Linked DNA regions of Mus musculus: region 2 is linked to region 1. A link is a contact called in public HiChIP or PLAC-seq data. All regions are on one chromosome and are shown on one strand. Each heading gives the region's core, a stretch centred on a gene start, on an enhancer-like site or on the middle of the called end of the contact. The rest is flanking DNA. Distances are from core to core; before and after follow the strand shown. Region 1 holds the start of Rex1bd (required for excision 1-B domain containing). Region 2 holds the start of 6330537M06Rik (a long non-coding RNA gene).

Region 1 (7,318 bases), core at 1,038-3,537:
GTCAACTTAGACCCAGGCTGTTTGGAACTCGTGGTAGCTCATGTTAGCCTCAAACCCATCGGAGCCATGCTGTCATCTACTTAATCCCATGTTCCAAGTCCCTGTCATATTCACACACACGTTCTGTGCATCTCTGTGTAGCACTGACTATTCTGTTGCTTCCCATGTGCTCAGATTAAAGGTGTGTGCTGTCACATCTGCTTGCCTGTTCTCTGTGTGGGTGTGAGAGCCTGAAATGTGGAGCACTGGGGGTTGGGGGTGCCGGTGTGTCCGCATCTGGATGCTTGCTGTGCTGTCTGTGGGGCTGCCTCCACTGGACATGTTTCTTGCCCTCGTTTGACTTGTGCTCTCACCAGACTTGTAAAGTTCCCAGGTGCCTACCATCTCACCACCAGTGTCTGTCTGCCTCTGTAGAGGAGCCTCTTTTAGGGTGCTACTTGGTGTCTTTGGGCAGCCCACCTCACTGTCCTGTATGAGCTCCTGCCTTCAGCTGCCTGTTCTTTTTCCCAGAGTCCACCTTGCACCTGGTGCTGCGTCTGCGCGGTGGCATCATTGAGCCATCCCTTCGTCAGCTTGCCCAGAAGTACAACTGTGACAAGATGATCTGCCGCAAGTGCTACGCACGCCTGCACCCTCGTGCAGTCAACTGCCGCAAGAAGAAGTGCGGCCATACCAACAACCTGCGCCCCAAGAAGAAGGTCAAATAAAGCTGTGGTCATACCTGGCATGTGACCCCGGGACCAAATAAAGTCCCCTTCCATCCACTGGAGCAGTAATTGGTGTCTAGAGTGACTGTTCTGTTGAGGGATCGGTGGGGAGGGGATCTCACCATGTAGCCTAGGCTGCCCTTGAACCTTGGAGGCTGGGGAGGCAGTAAAGACTGGTACTGGGCAGCAGGGTGAACCAGTGGGTTAGAACTTGCAAGCCTTGGAACCATGTAAAGGTGGAGCCCACACAGTGCTGCTGTGGGGAGGCAGGCTGTGCTTACAGATCTTGTCTTGGCTCTGATGTGTGGGGCCACAATTTAGGGTCTCTGGGGGAGCAGTTCACCTGACTCAGTACTCTGTACGCCAGTTAAGTTGCTGGACAACCTGATAGAGTTCACCATCAGGCATGGCACCAGGGACTACAGGCAACACACTTTATATGAGTTTATGAGGCCGCCTCATCTACCTTTGATTTTTGAGTATCAGGCACACTTTTGCATGAGTAGCTGGGTACTCTAGGGCGTCTAGGACCATTTCACCCATCGTGGGGAGTCTTAGACAGGCCATGTTGCTTGTAATTGACTTCAGGTATGCAGTCTGTCTTGTCATTTGGAAGGTTCCGTGGGTTCGAACCTGGTTGCCAGCAGCTTGCAAATCCCCCATGTATGTGCAACCAACATCTCCAAAGTAATTTAGGGAAGGAAGCTTTCAGAGTATATCCTACCTCCCCGGTGCTGGGAATCCCATTTCAAAGGTATAATCTGAATGGATGGTTTGTGTGCACTATGTGAGATGACATCAAAAGGTTTGTTAGGGGCTGGAGAAGTGGCTCAGTGGTTAAGAGCACTGATTGACTGCTCTTCCAGAGGTCCTGAGTTCAATTCCCAGTAACCACATGGTGGCTCAACCATCCATAATTGATCTGATGCCTCTTCTGGTGTGTCTGAAGACAGCTACAGTGTACTTACATATAATAAATACTTTTAAAAAAAAAATGCGTGATGGGCATGGTGGTGCACTTTAATCCCATCACTCTGTAGGCAGAGGCAAGCGGATTTCTGAGTTCAAGGCCAGCCTGCTCTACAAAATGAGTTCCAGGACAGCCAGGGCTATACAGAGAAACCCTGTCTGGGGGGCTGGGGGTGCATTAGGTGTCCTGCATATAGGTGTGAGTGGCTATGTGGGTAGTGTCATTGGGTTCAGTCCTGCAACAGCAACTAGTACTCAGCCACTGAAACCAAAACTGGTTCAACTACATTCGTAAGCATCACCGGTACAGAAATACTTGTGGCCTTAACTTCGATTTAGGCCCTATTCGAGCCCCGCTTGTTGCAAGGATCTGGCGGATGTACACAGCCCTGGAACTAACCATTTAGTTGCTTTAGAAACTATTTAGAGTTCCACCAGGCGGTGGTGACACACGCCTTTAATCCCAGCACTTGGGAGGCAGAGGCAGGGACAGCCAGGGCTACACAGAAAACCTGTCTCAAAAAAAAAAAAAAAAAAAAACGAATTCAAAGGCGCGCGGGCTGGTGGTGGACCTCCCGGCCGGCAGGGGGCGCAGCGGCCATTCCCTAGTGCCACTTGACTGCGCAGTCATGCTCACCGCCGCCACAGAGGTGTTGGCTGCTGCAGACGGTCCCGGGTCTGCGGAGTCCGCGTGGGCCTGGGTGAGCCCGGTTGCGGGTGGGACGGGCGCGGGGTGGCGGGATGGGCTCAGGACTCCGGCTTCATGGCCCCACACCCCCATAGAGAGACGCCCCGATCGCTACACTGGTGCAGAGGATTCAGCAGCTTCAGAATGAACGCGCACAGGCCTTCCGCCGTCTAGACCAGTGAGCGGGCTGGGCTGGAGGAGGGGGCGGGCCCTGGGAGAGCTTGCCTGAGGGGGACCTGAGGGGAGGCGGCTGGAGGCGTGGCTGGGAGGACCTAGGTTGTGGACTTGGTCGGAAGAGGTGGGGAGAGAGCCAGATCTGGTCCAGGAGATGCAGGAGTGCTGCTGCCGGGAGCAGGGCGTACTTGAAAGCGAAGTCTAGAAGGGTGGGTAAAAGGATCTGTGACACTGAAGCCTGTCTATTTGGGGGAGTTGGGTAGAGCTGAGGGTGTAGCTTTTAGTAGCAGGGTAGATAGGTGTAGAGCAGCATGTGACCGTGGGCGTGGCCTGGCGGGAGCAGCTGTGGTGTGACCCTCCACAAGATCCCTCATTTCTCTGAGTGCAGAGATGGTTAAGCACTAGCTCTGTCCTGACAGACCCAGTCTGTGGAGTTCGGGTTTGTCTCTTTCGAGTCGGGGGTATCTTCCACGTAGCTGGAGCAGGGAGCGTGGTCTGCTTGTCAGCGTGTCGATTCAGCATCCTCCCGGTCCACTGCAGAGCTCACCGTCAGTACCTGCTCAGTGGTCAGCACTATGACTTCCCGAGTTACCGGAGTGTCGTGCACGAGGTGACCCAGGCCTTCGCCGCTGCCTCGCGGGAGGTATTGGCAGTGGAAGCAGAGTTGGCAGGGCCTCGAGCGCAACCGGTGCTCGCCCGCCACGTGCGCAGCCTGCAGGAGCTAGAACAGACGCGCCTGGCCACGGTAAGACCACCACCCCTCTCCTTTTAGAGTGGGGCATGGTCCACAACCCATTCCCAGCCACCCCGACCTACTACTATTTTTGCCAAACACCTCTATGCATTTGGGCCCTCTCCCACTCTTTCCTGGCTAACTACATTTCCCTCCCAAATTTTTGCTTAATTATACCAGCCCCTCTGTAAAGCTGTCCTAAGAACTCCAGAAACCCAACGCATCGACCACTGTGGCTGTTTAAGTCCCTAACTCTGGGTTATCACCGTTGGAACCCACAAACTACTTCTTCCACAAACATCCTCAGACACTTGTCATCCTTGGTCCTTGACCCAGATCCCAAGACCCCACCTACCCTAACCTTATAGCCAGTGGTAGCAGGGGAGGAGCTTGCCCACTGTAAACCATGTAGCTCTTTGGTCTGGAATTCTTAGTGCAGAATCCCAAACTCTGCAGAGTTCCATTTCCATCCTAGAATTCGAACTCCATGTCCGGCCACTGGGGTGGAGGCCACACCCACCATACCTGCCACCATTCCCTGGTTTTTCCAAACTGTGACCATATTCTGTACCTCCTTCCATAGGAGAGCCCTAAAAGCAAGTCATACGCTACCTCCCACTCAAGCTCTGCTCTCCTTAGAGTCCACTCCTGGCCCTCCTTCCCTCTGTGTGGCTTTTGTCTACTGTAACTCCCATTTCCTCCTCCAGGTGGCACTGTTGCAGGTGATGGGGACACCAGGAGTGTCAGAACAGGACCCTGAAAAGTTGCACCAGCTGAAAATAAAGTGAGCCCTGTTGGCCCCTTGGCTTGCCACCTTAGATTGGCACCTTAGATTGAGTCAGCCCAGCGCAGAGCCAGTCAGAGAGGGCAGACACTCTGATGCACTCTGGTGCTCCCAGATGCGTACTTCCTAGGATGTGCATGTATATCACATCTCTTACAGTTTCCACTGCTTTCAGGAGTTTGAATGTGACCAGTCACTTGCTCCCCTGTGAACCCCTCTAGGTCTATTGCAGGTCTCTATGCATAGATAGGCATGCACAAACATCCCCTCCCCCCACCACCATGGCCTTTCCCATGAGCCTACTGTGACCCAACGAGCCACCCGGCCTCCTGGGCATGCTCCCAGGCTGGGCTTGAGGTTTGGCAGCAAGCAGGAGGGCCCAAGGCTTGCCATAGCCCCCCTCCCCGCTAGCTGTGCAGCTCAGCTAATTCACCCCATCTGGGTTTTATTTATAGTTTCCATCCGCTCTTGTAGGGTAATTAAAACCATGGAGGCGATCGGCGAGGTTCTGCAGGAACTCAGGTTTGATGCGGAATCTGCCGAGTGAGGGCGGCTCCCCAGGGACCAGAGGAAGCCGGGAAAAGAGGCCCATGGCGTCGAGCCCAGCCCTGACCGCCAGCTGGCTGAGGTCGTGCCCTGCTGGGCTGCCCTCCAATGTGCCTCACGCAATAAAGAATTCTCCCTCTGCAGCTTTCCCATCAGCTCTGTATCTTGGGATGGGTCAGCCATCTTGGGGTGAGGGGGGATTCTCCAGGGAAACAGGGAGAGCAGGTGTAAGATTTCACACCCCCAAGGAGTTCTGGGACAGGTAGTGTTCTAGAAAACAGGATCGAAATTTATAGGTGGGGAGGGGGTATGCTACCCCTCCCCCCACCCCAACACATAGGCCCCAAACACACTGGCCATCGGGACCTGAACAACTCCTTTATTTATTTAAAGAGACTCTTGGGAGGCCCTGCAATACCCCAACCCTACCCACACTGGGGTATATCCAAGTGTGACCATCATGTGGACCAAAGCTGTGGTTGTGGGAGCTCATTGTGCCCCAGCCTCTGGTAGGTTTCTTTGTTGCCCAGATGGTACAGAGGGGCTCCAATTCAGGTGAGCCTCCAGGTCTGACCCAGCAGGAGGATGGCCTATCCTTAGAGTTTAGCCGGCAGGACCTGAGGGCAGAAAAGAGGCCACATTAAGCCTGGACCCTTCAGCAACTTGATGATGCAGTAAAACCTGGGGCTCTTTGCAGTAGGTGAAATGAGCACTAAGAGATCCCTTTGAGCAACACCGAAGGAGGGGAAAGGGCCTCATCTAGACTGCTGTAGGCCCCACTCACCCAGACCCCCTTACCTCTCGCCGCACCCCGTCTGCCCGAGGGCAGGATCCCCTCGTCCTGTGCTTGGAAAGAAGAGTGCGGTGTTGTGGAGGCTGCTCACCCGGGTCTCTCTCTTCCTCTGCTCCTTTACCCCCCACGCAAGCCTCCCCCAACTTTCCTACCTGGTTTCGGGTCTTGTGTGACTTCTGCATCCAAGCACGCCACTGGTCGTACAGGCGGAAACTAAGGTTCGAGCAGTATGCGTGCTTCTTGAGCCAGCCGAGGAACTGCTTGAGCTCGCGCCGCACCGGGCCCGAGCTGGGCTCGCCGCCCCGCGGCTCGCACACCCCGCCGCCCGGGCCCGGGCGCTCTAAAGAGAATGGAGCGGCAGTGTTGGGGCGCGGCCAGCAGGAGGCGCGCGCGGGACGGCGGCCTCCCATACCAGACCAGCTTCGGCTGGGGAAAGTTGGGAAAGGTGTCAGGTGTGGACCCAGAGTCACCCAGAGGAATGGCAATGCCACGGCGATGGAGACAAGCAAAGGAGGGAGTCAAATCAGTGGGAGGTAAAACCGAGTATTCGGTCGGAAAGGAAATCAATGGAGACTAAGTGGGGCCGGAGACTCTAGGGACACGGACAAAGCAAGGGGCAAACTAAGACAAAGACCTAGAAAGCAGAGATCTTGGGACTGTGTACCCCCAGACACTGGGAGGAGAGCCCCTCCCACAAACGTGGTAGCACAGCACTTGGTAGGCTGAGGCAGGATAGCTACGAAATTAAAGCCAGCGATTTACCTTCGATTACCTATGACTATCCAAACAGGATGGGAAGTGAGGGGTGAGGGGCTGGCGAGATGACTCAGTAATTGCTCTTGTCGCCAGCCCTAGTCCCACATGGTGGAAGGAGCCTACTCAACAAAGTTCTCTAACCTTCACGTGTGTGTTGTGGCACGCACGCTCACGAAGGCACACACATTATACAAAAGCAATTTTTAAAACGTAGTTATATTAAAAGCATAAAAAAAAGGCTCTGGGAAAGTGAATGACAGAAATAGAGACAGACAGACAGCACAGAACAAGGGCGGGTTCCCAAGATAAGCCTCAGAGAATGCACGGGTGTGACATGGAGTGGGCTGGAGGACTGAGTGGGAAGCCAGCCCTTGGGTCCAATCCCCAGCCGCAGCCATCCCCCAGCAGGCCAGCGGATAAGGACATCGGCCTCACGCCATAAATAAAAGTGGGGACTCGCTGACAGGCCCTGGCACAAGCCTCGGCCCCCACAGCCCCTGCTTACCTCCCTCCAACCCTACCCCCGGCCTCCTCAGTCTCTCGGGCGGACGCAGCCGCCTGCTGGCTCCCGTGCAAGAATCGCAGGTGCTGGGCACGAGCAAGGGCCAAAGCTCCCAGGCTCCAGCCCCTCCCAGCTGTGTTCACTCCCGCCAAGCCCAGAACCTGGAGAGGCCCGGATGGGGGCTGGAGAGCTTCCTGGAGCTGGTTTTGACCCTCTTCCTCCAGGAATCTCTCGGAGCCTCAGTTTCCCCATTATTTCATCATCATTAAAGTGAGCATATGCGTCTGCGAGAGTTCAGTTTCAGTGTAGAAGTATTCTGTCTTAGGGACCGGAGGAAGCGGGTGGGGGATGGGAGCCTCCTCCTCTACTGCCTGCAAATACTGAAGTGCCTTGGACCGACTGTGCTGCCTAAACCTGACAGGTGGGGAAACTGAGGCCAGACATTTTATGCAATATATTTCATATTAGAGAGTGCAGATCCATGGGCTCGGAGAGTCTTCAGGACAAAGGAAGTCATCTTTAGGCCCTCCCACCTTAAGAAAGGGACCCAGAGAAGAGAAACTTGGGTTAATGCCTGGTTTCTGAGCATTCAAGAGGCTGAGGTAGGAGGATTGCAAATATTAAGGCTGCCTAGGTTACCTTTTAAGGGTTGGAGGGGTGGGCCAG
Region 2 (6,736 bases), core at 929-3,428, 250 kb before region 1:
AGGTCAGTACAAGTGAGAGTGTTCTGGAACTATCAGTGATCCCCCTACGTCAGCTCCCAGGCTCATTCCTCTTACCCAGCTGTGCTTACCCATGTCTCCTGTGATATGCAGAAACCTTTGAAGGACCCCAGCGAGCTCCTGAGCATAGTCTGTCAGCTGTACCAGGTAAGCTGGGCATGAATCATGGGGTTCATCTAGGGGGGTTGAGTCTCCCCAGAGGTCCCCCATTCCTAGCCTTTCATCCCCCTCCAGGGAACGGAGAAGCCAGACATCTGCTCCTCCATTGCCGACTCCCCCAGGAAGGTCTGCTATAAGTAAAGGCATAACCTCAAACTCGTCCCAGGAAAAACTGCCCAGCTTCTTCAAATTGCCAACCTGCAAGAGCTGCTGCCTCGCTATGAAAACCTTGCACATGTCCCACAAAGCCCAGACTCCAGACTTCTCAGAGACAAGGATCTTGCCTTATTTTCAAATGGTGCTAAATTTAAATTCATAGAATAAATCATCTATACTCCTGTGATTCCTTTTTCCTAGAGTTGGAGTTTGTGTTTTTGTCTTTAATGTGGAGCTGTAACCCAGGGTACTGCACCTGCTCAGCTCTCAATGCCCCAGACCCTAGAGTTCATCCCATCTGAAAAGCCAAAAAAATGCCAGTCTCTGGGAATTACTTTTTTCATTGTATAACAAAACACAAAAGCTACTTAAGGAAGGAAGGGTGTATGCTGGCTCACCTTGTGAGAGTCTATAGCCCATCTCCTATGTGTGTCTGTGTCTGTGTGTTTGTGTAAGTCCAGACAGGAGCTTGAAGTCACACTGTATGCAGTCAGGAGGCAAGCAGGCAAATGCTGATGCTCCACCCACTTCATCCTATTGGTGGGAGGGGTTGGGTGGAGACAGAATGTAGCCCTGGCTGTTCTGGAACTTGTTCTGTCCCCAAGTCCCTCAAACTCACAGAGATCCACTTGCCTCTGCCTCCTGAAAGATGAGACTAAAGGTGTGGGCAACCACTGCTCAGACACTTGCAACTTTTTAATTTGTCCAGAACTCTAGCACATAGGATGGTGCCACCCACATTCTGGGTCGGGGGAATCTTTTCACCTCAGCTAACAGTCTAGACCAGCTGCTCTCACCCTGTGAGTCCACACCCCTTGGGGGAGGTCAGACAACCCTTTCACAGCGGTCACATATCAGATATTTACAAATCATAACAGTAGCAAAATTACCTAACAACAAAACGTTATAGTCGGGGGTCAGCACAGCATGAGGAACTATATTAAAAGGTCATAGCATCAGGAAGGTTGAGAACCACTTTTCTAGACCAACCATCTCATATGCCCCCGGGGTTGTCTTCAAGGTGACTCTAGATCCTGTCTGATTGACAGAATTGACCTTCACACCTAAAGATGCCAAGGACCAGTTACCAATGAGTCCTCTGTCCAGGAAATGCAGAACCAATCCTGTCACTAGTTTAGTGAAGCCAGGATAGGCCAGGGGAGGAATGAAGACTGGAAGGATGGGATGTGTAGAGTCTATATAATGAGGATAGGCATTTTAGAATTGGGCTTTGAAGAATGAATAGGAGTTCCTTAGGCAGAACAGAAATTCATGGATAAACACGTAACTATAAAACCTATGATGGGGCAGAGACTTAAAGGGGGGTCGGGAGCATGTGTTTACTGTAGGAAATAAATAAGACTTTCCTGGAAAAGGCAGGTGAGATACTCGAAAACCTGGGCATCGGACAACAGTTTAGTGGCTTGTCTTGTGTATGGTTAAAGAATAAAGGAAGTAAGGATGTTTGTTTCCAGAGTGACACAAAGTTGCTGTGAAGAGATCAATACATGAATTTTGCATAATGAACTCCTATTCAGTCTTCGAAACGCAGAGGTGTGGCGCGGCGGTGGAGGCTGTAGCCTGGGCTGTATGAGCATAGGTCTCAAATAGCTGAGGTTAGACCGGTGTCTATGAACTTGCCTGAGCAGCTTCGCTGGCACAGGAGAGGTCACGCCAAGGTCAAGTCCAGCAGCTTTGCTAATGCCCCTCGCCCCGCCCATTCCCAGGAAGCTTTGTGGGCGAGGCGGCGAGGCGAGAGGCAGCCACCTACCATTGGTCAGCTCGGCTCAGGGGTGGGAGGCCCGCGAGACTCATGTGCGCTTGCCCATTGGTCCGCTGAGAGCAGAAAAGTGGGTAAAGCAAAATAGGACTTCCCGTGTTCGGCGTGAGCGGCCTGCCGCAACGCTTGAGGACGATTGGTCACTTCCTTTGAGAGGCGGAGCTTTGGGGTTTTGGATTGGTCCGTTCTGAATAGGGCGGTTCTTCGGCGGGGCATGTGATTGGCGCGGGCCCGGCGCTCGGCTGCCGCGGCTCCCTGGTGTCTGTAGCGGCGATGGCTCTGGGAGGCTGGCGCTGGGCTCGCAAGGCGTTGGCTGCGGGGCGCCCGCTGTTCCAGGGCCGCGCGCTGCTCCTCACCAACACACTGGGCTGCGGCGTGCTCATGGCCGCGGGCGATGGCGCGCGACAGGTCTGGGAAGTGCGCGCGCGGCCTGGACAGAGATTCAGCGCGCGGCGCTCAGGTGAGAGGGACCTGTGCGCGAACGAGAGGGACCCCCAGAGACCGAGCGGTCACCTGGACCGGGCACCCACCTTCCTGGGGCCTGTCAATCACTCTGGGACCTGGCACCCACTCTGATGGGTCCTGTCAGTCTCTCTGCACCTCGCCAGGAGGTTCTGCCATTGACTCTCCCTGTCCCGCAGCCAGCATGTTCGCCGTGGGCTGCAGCATGGGCCCCTTCCTACACTTCTGGTATCTGTGGTTGGACCGCCTCCTCCCCGCGTCGGGCCTACGAAGCCTCCCGAGTGTGATGAAGAAGGTGCTAGTGGATCAAACGGTGGCATCTCCCATTCTGGGCGTCTGGTACTTCCTGGGTAAGGAGCAGCAGGACTTTGAGAACTCAGAAGTTGTGATGGGCAGAGCCTGGTTTGTGCTTAGGGGAGTGCTGACGGGGCTTCTCTTCTATTTTTTCCCTCCCCCCCCCCAAGGTTTCTTTGTGTAGACCTTGCTGCCCTGGAGGAACTTGCTCTGAAGACCAGGCTGGTGTCAAACTCACATAGATCCACCTGCCTCTGCCTCCCGAGTACTGGGATTGCTTTGTTCTAGGAGGCATCATGTACTCTCGCTGCCTTGAGTTTGCTACCAACTGGTCAGTAGCCCAGTTTCCTGTCCCCATTTTGAGACAGAGACTCACATGTAGTCCCAACTGGCCTGAACATCTCTTTGTAGACCAGGCTGATTGTGCCTGCCTCGCCTCCCTGAGTGCTAGCATTAATGTGTGTCACCACTCCCAACTTTCTAAAATCCTAACCAAAAGGAGTCTGGGCCAGAAAGGGTTTTTCAGCCACAGTTGTGGGGAAACCAGGCAGGAACTATACACAGCTAGTCACATCTCAGCCAGAGAGAACTGCATGATTTCTTGCTTTGTTCAGACTATTTTACCACTCATGAGCAGTCCAGGACCCTGGGTCTTCCCACATCAACTAACTTAATTACATAAGCCTATACAAGCATCCCACAGGCCAATGCATGTAGACAGCCCCCGGAGACTATCCGATAACTCTAGGCTAAGTCAAATTGACAAAGGTACCTGTTAACACAGCGATGGGGCTCGTGATCTAGGCTCACGCATTTATGTTTTCATAAGTAACTCAGGCTCCCTCACACCAACCTCTCATTTTCCTGGACCTGCCTGCTGCTCTGCCTGAGACCTGCCCTGCTTCTGCCTTGCAGCCACCTCAGCCTTTATAACTACTTCTTGGTCTTCTTCCCAGGCCTTGGCAGCCTGGAGGGTCAGACACTAGAGGAGAGCTGCCAGGAGCTGCGGGCCAAATTCTGGGACTTCTACAAGGTGGGCGTGCCCACGTGGGCTCTCTCAACATGGCTCCACCCCCCCTCTTTACCTTCCAGACCCACACCCAAGGCCTTGGCCCCCACCCACTTTTCAAGCCCCGCCCCTCGTAGCCGCCCCCCCTCTCACAGTGGCCCTCCCACTTTTCCACAGGCCGACTGGTGTGTGTGGCCAGCTGCCCAGCTAGTGAACTTCCTCTTCATCCCTTCTCATTTCCGAGTCACCTATATCAATGGGCTGACACTGGGCTGGGACACATACCTGTCCTATCTGAAGTACTGGGTGAGCTCAACTCCATGGTGTGGGAGTGTGGGAGGGCGTGGGTTCCGGCCTATTCCTGTTTGACTGTCCCTCTGCTGCGGACAGGTCCCTGAACCCCTTCAGACTCCGGGCTGTGCAGACTGAAACTGAAGCCTGGCAGATGAGTTGGCCGATGGATACACTCCCACAGGAGATTACCGAAGCTGGTCAAAAAGCTCTGGGCCATGTCCAAAACCCAGGCTGACTGCCCCTGGACCAGCAGTCCCTTGAGTCCACCAGAGACTGTTCCCATGTAGAACAGACGCCAGCACAGGCTGTCCGCCCTCCCCCCAACCCCTCCCGGTTTTCCAGTGGGACCATGAAGCCCTCTGTCTGCCTGGACACCCTCCACAGCCTTGAAGTGGGGTCTGGTTTGGCCTCAGAAAACTTGATGCAAGGCTGGGCAGGGTGCGGAAATTCATTAAATTCTCTTTAATGTCAAGGACTGCGTGTGGGTGGGTTCAGGGGCTGGGCCAGCAGACTCAGCAAGGTCCATTCGCTTTATTGACTGTGTGTAGTGTTCATAACTTCTAGGGAGGAGTGGGACACATTTGACACTCACGACGTCAGAACAGGTTTGGGGGTATCCCAAAGTAGTGAATATATCCCCTACACCCCATTTATCCCAAAGTATAAGGCAGAAGGCCCAGGCAAGCAAGAAGCCGTCTGTCAACCAGGTGGTCCATATGGCGATCCCCCAGCCTCGGGGTTGGCAGGCCCCGCCATCTTCCATCAGCCTGCTGCAGAGTGACATCTGGTCCCCTCTTCACAACTGACAACTGTGGACGGGATGGTTTACAAAAACAAAATGGGGGTGGGGGGTAAAGGAGAGGGAGCAGCAGTGACCACAATACACCACGGCCGAGCTGGGTGGAGCTATGTACAGGGTGGGAAGGGGGTGCGCTCGGGGCACATCCTCAATAAATAAATAAATAGCTACAATAATAAATAGGGTAGTCGGGGATGGGGGACGTGCCCCTGGCAGCAGGGAAGGGAAGTGGCTCAGCAGGCACAATCCTGATGAGGTGGCGCCTGCTGGTCGGTGAGCTGCGGGCCCTGCTTGGCACCGGTGACCGCAGGGTCTGCAGTATCCAGGGACTCTGACATCTTCTCACAGATCACGTCCACCAGACGTTCAAACGTCTGCTTGACATTAATGTTGTCCTTGGCGCTGGCCTCAAAGAACTCAAAGCCTATATTGGGGAAATGGAGGGGTGGCAACAGAGCTGTAGGCTCCAGACGCACTCACACAGGCCCTCGCACTGAAGGGTCCCTCCCAGGGAGGCCACACTGGTCTGGGTGAGCCATCCATTACTACCCATCCCTTGGGATAATCTTAAGCACCCTAGTGAGACATCCCTTCCATCTGCCACCCAGCCAGGCTCCAAGTCCCTTTCCAGAGACCTACAACCTCCATGGCCTGGTTTCTTGTCAGCTCAGCCTGCAGTGACAGCCACAGTTCCTCTAAGGGGCGATCACGCACCACTGTCACGACTCTGCCTATACCAACCTTCCCATACAGGCATGTTGTGCCTGCTCCGGGAAGCCAGGCTTAGCCTCTTCCACCCATTTCTCTTTCTAGTTCGAAAACTTCACAGGCCCAGTACCTTGAAGGTAGCTCATGGCTGACAGCTGACAGCCAACATGGCAAGCACCTCCATGTCCATCAAGACCCATGGTAAAGCCTCCTGGATAAGGCCTAGTTTTCTCAAGTGCAAACCCCCTGGATTCAAGCCCATGTCCTGATCAGTGAGACACTGGGTGTGTAGCTATCAGGTATCCAGGTCTCTGGTCCAGCCTGGTAAGGGCCACAGTCCTCAGTACTCACCCAGGTGGTCAGCCAGCTGCCGGCCACGCTCTGAGGACACCACTCGCTCATCTTCCATGTCACACTTGTTTCCCACCAGCAGCACCTGGGCATTGTCCCACGAGTAAGTTTTGATCTGAGTGGACCTGCAGAGACAGCCAGAGGCTGAAGAGGAAGCCGGAGGACCTGGCCCCATCCCCGAGTCTCTGCCTGTGTCTAGCCCTTGCAGGAGAGACCACTGCCCCTTGGTAACTGAGTCCAGCCTATCTCACTCAGACCTCTCCATCTTCCCAAAGCTGGGAAGATGGGCCGGTGTCCACTACACCAAATGTCAAGACCTGGGGGAGTTAATTTTTGGTGCTGTGGCTGGAATCCAGGTTCTCATACATTTGAGGTAAGCGCTTGGCCAGAGAATCACTTGACCTCAGACAAGTGAGCTAACGTGGTTCTCCTGCCTGGGCTACCTGGGTAGAGATCAGTGGGAGGTTCCTTGTCTACTCACTGGTTACCTTGTGTGCTTCCACAACCTCAAGCCTTGGGAACAGCCACATGGCTTGTCCCACCAGAGGCCTACTCTTGGTTGTCTTTTGGCCATGCTGGGGACGAACCCAAGGCTTTGTCCTGGCCAAGCAGGCACCCTACCAACTAAGCTTAGCTAAGCTTAGCTAAGTCACCTCCAATCCCAGCCTTGTGTTTTCTGAGTAGGTGGGCTGCTCACCAGTCCTGC

What was found. HiChIP or PLAC-seq counts read pairs in DNA pulled down with a chosen protein or histone mark.
Region 2: a contact with region 1 is called in an HNF4G HiChIP or PLAC-seq map of pancreatic cancer cells. The contact joins the promoter of 6330537M06Rik here to the promoter of Rex1bd in region 1. A contact is called at or near these places in 6 of 39 promoter capture datasets (the C10 cell line, cranial neural crest, embryonic stem cells and 3 more), 1 of 15 datasets of contacts at CTCF or cohesin (embryonic stem cells), 6 of 484 Hi-C or Micro-C datasets (CD4 T cells, embryonic stem cells, rod photoreceptor and 1 more), 4 of 115 datasets of contacts at active chromatin or transcription factors (embryonic stem cells, extraembryonic endoderm stem cells and pancreatic cancer cells) and 3 of 9 other capture datasets (adipose tissue, liver and pancreatic islet).

The regions. Positions count from the first base shown.
Region 1 is chr8:70,501,721-70,509,038 of GRCm38.p6, reverse strand. It overlaps Rex1bd (required for excision 1-B domain containing), which reads left to right and starts at 2,287. Exons shown (of 5, transcript NM_025577.3): 1 at 2,287-2,377; 2 at 2,460-2,542; 3 at 3,079-3,283; 4 at 3,979-4,055; 5 at 4,530-4,744. The coding sequence starts at 2,306. The coding sequence ends at 4,602. Crlf1 (cytokine receptor-like factor 1) reads right to left here. Exons shown (of 9, transcript NM_018827.4): 7 at 5,547-5,734; 8 at 5,400-5,442; 9 at 4,961-5,218. The coding sequence ends at 5,205. Uba52 (ubiquitin A-52 residue ribosomal protein fusion product 1) reads left to right here. Exons shown (of 4, transcript NM_019883.4): 4 at 511-776. The coding sequence ends at 707.
Region 2 is chr8:70,756,557-70,763,292 of GRCm38.p6, reverse strand. It overlaps 6330537M06Rik (a long non-coding RNA gene), which reads right to left and starts at 2,178. Exons shown (of 2, transcript XR_003947402.1): 1 at 2,105-2,178. Mpv17l2 (MPV17 mitochondrial membrane protein-like 2) reads left to right here and starts at 2,372. Exons shown (of 5, transcript NM_183170.2): 1 at 2,372-2,573; 2 at 2,755-2,925; 3 at 3,826-3,902; 4 at 4,056-4,184; 5 at 4,269-4,644. The coding sequence starts at 2,387. The coding sequence ends at 4,307. Rab3a (RAB3A, member RAS oncogene family) reads right to left here. Exons shown (of 5, transcript NM_009001.7): 3 at 6,728-6,736; 4 at 6,031-6,155; 5 at 4,685-5,395. The coding sequence ends at 5,205. It overlaps Ifi30 (interferon gamma inducible protein 30), which reads left to right. Exons shown (of 8, transcript NM_023065.3): 7 at 112-165; 8 at 253-520. The coding sequence ends at 318.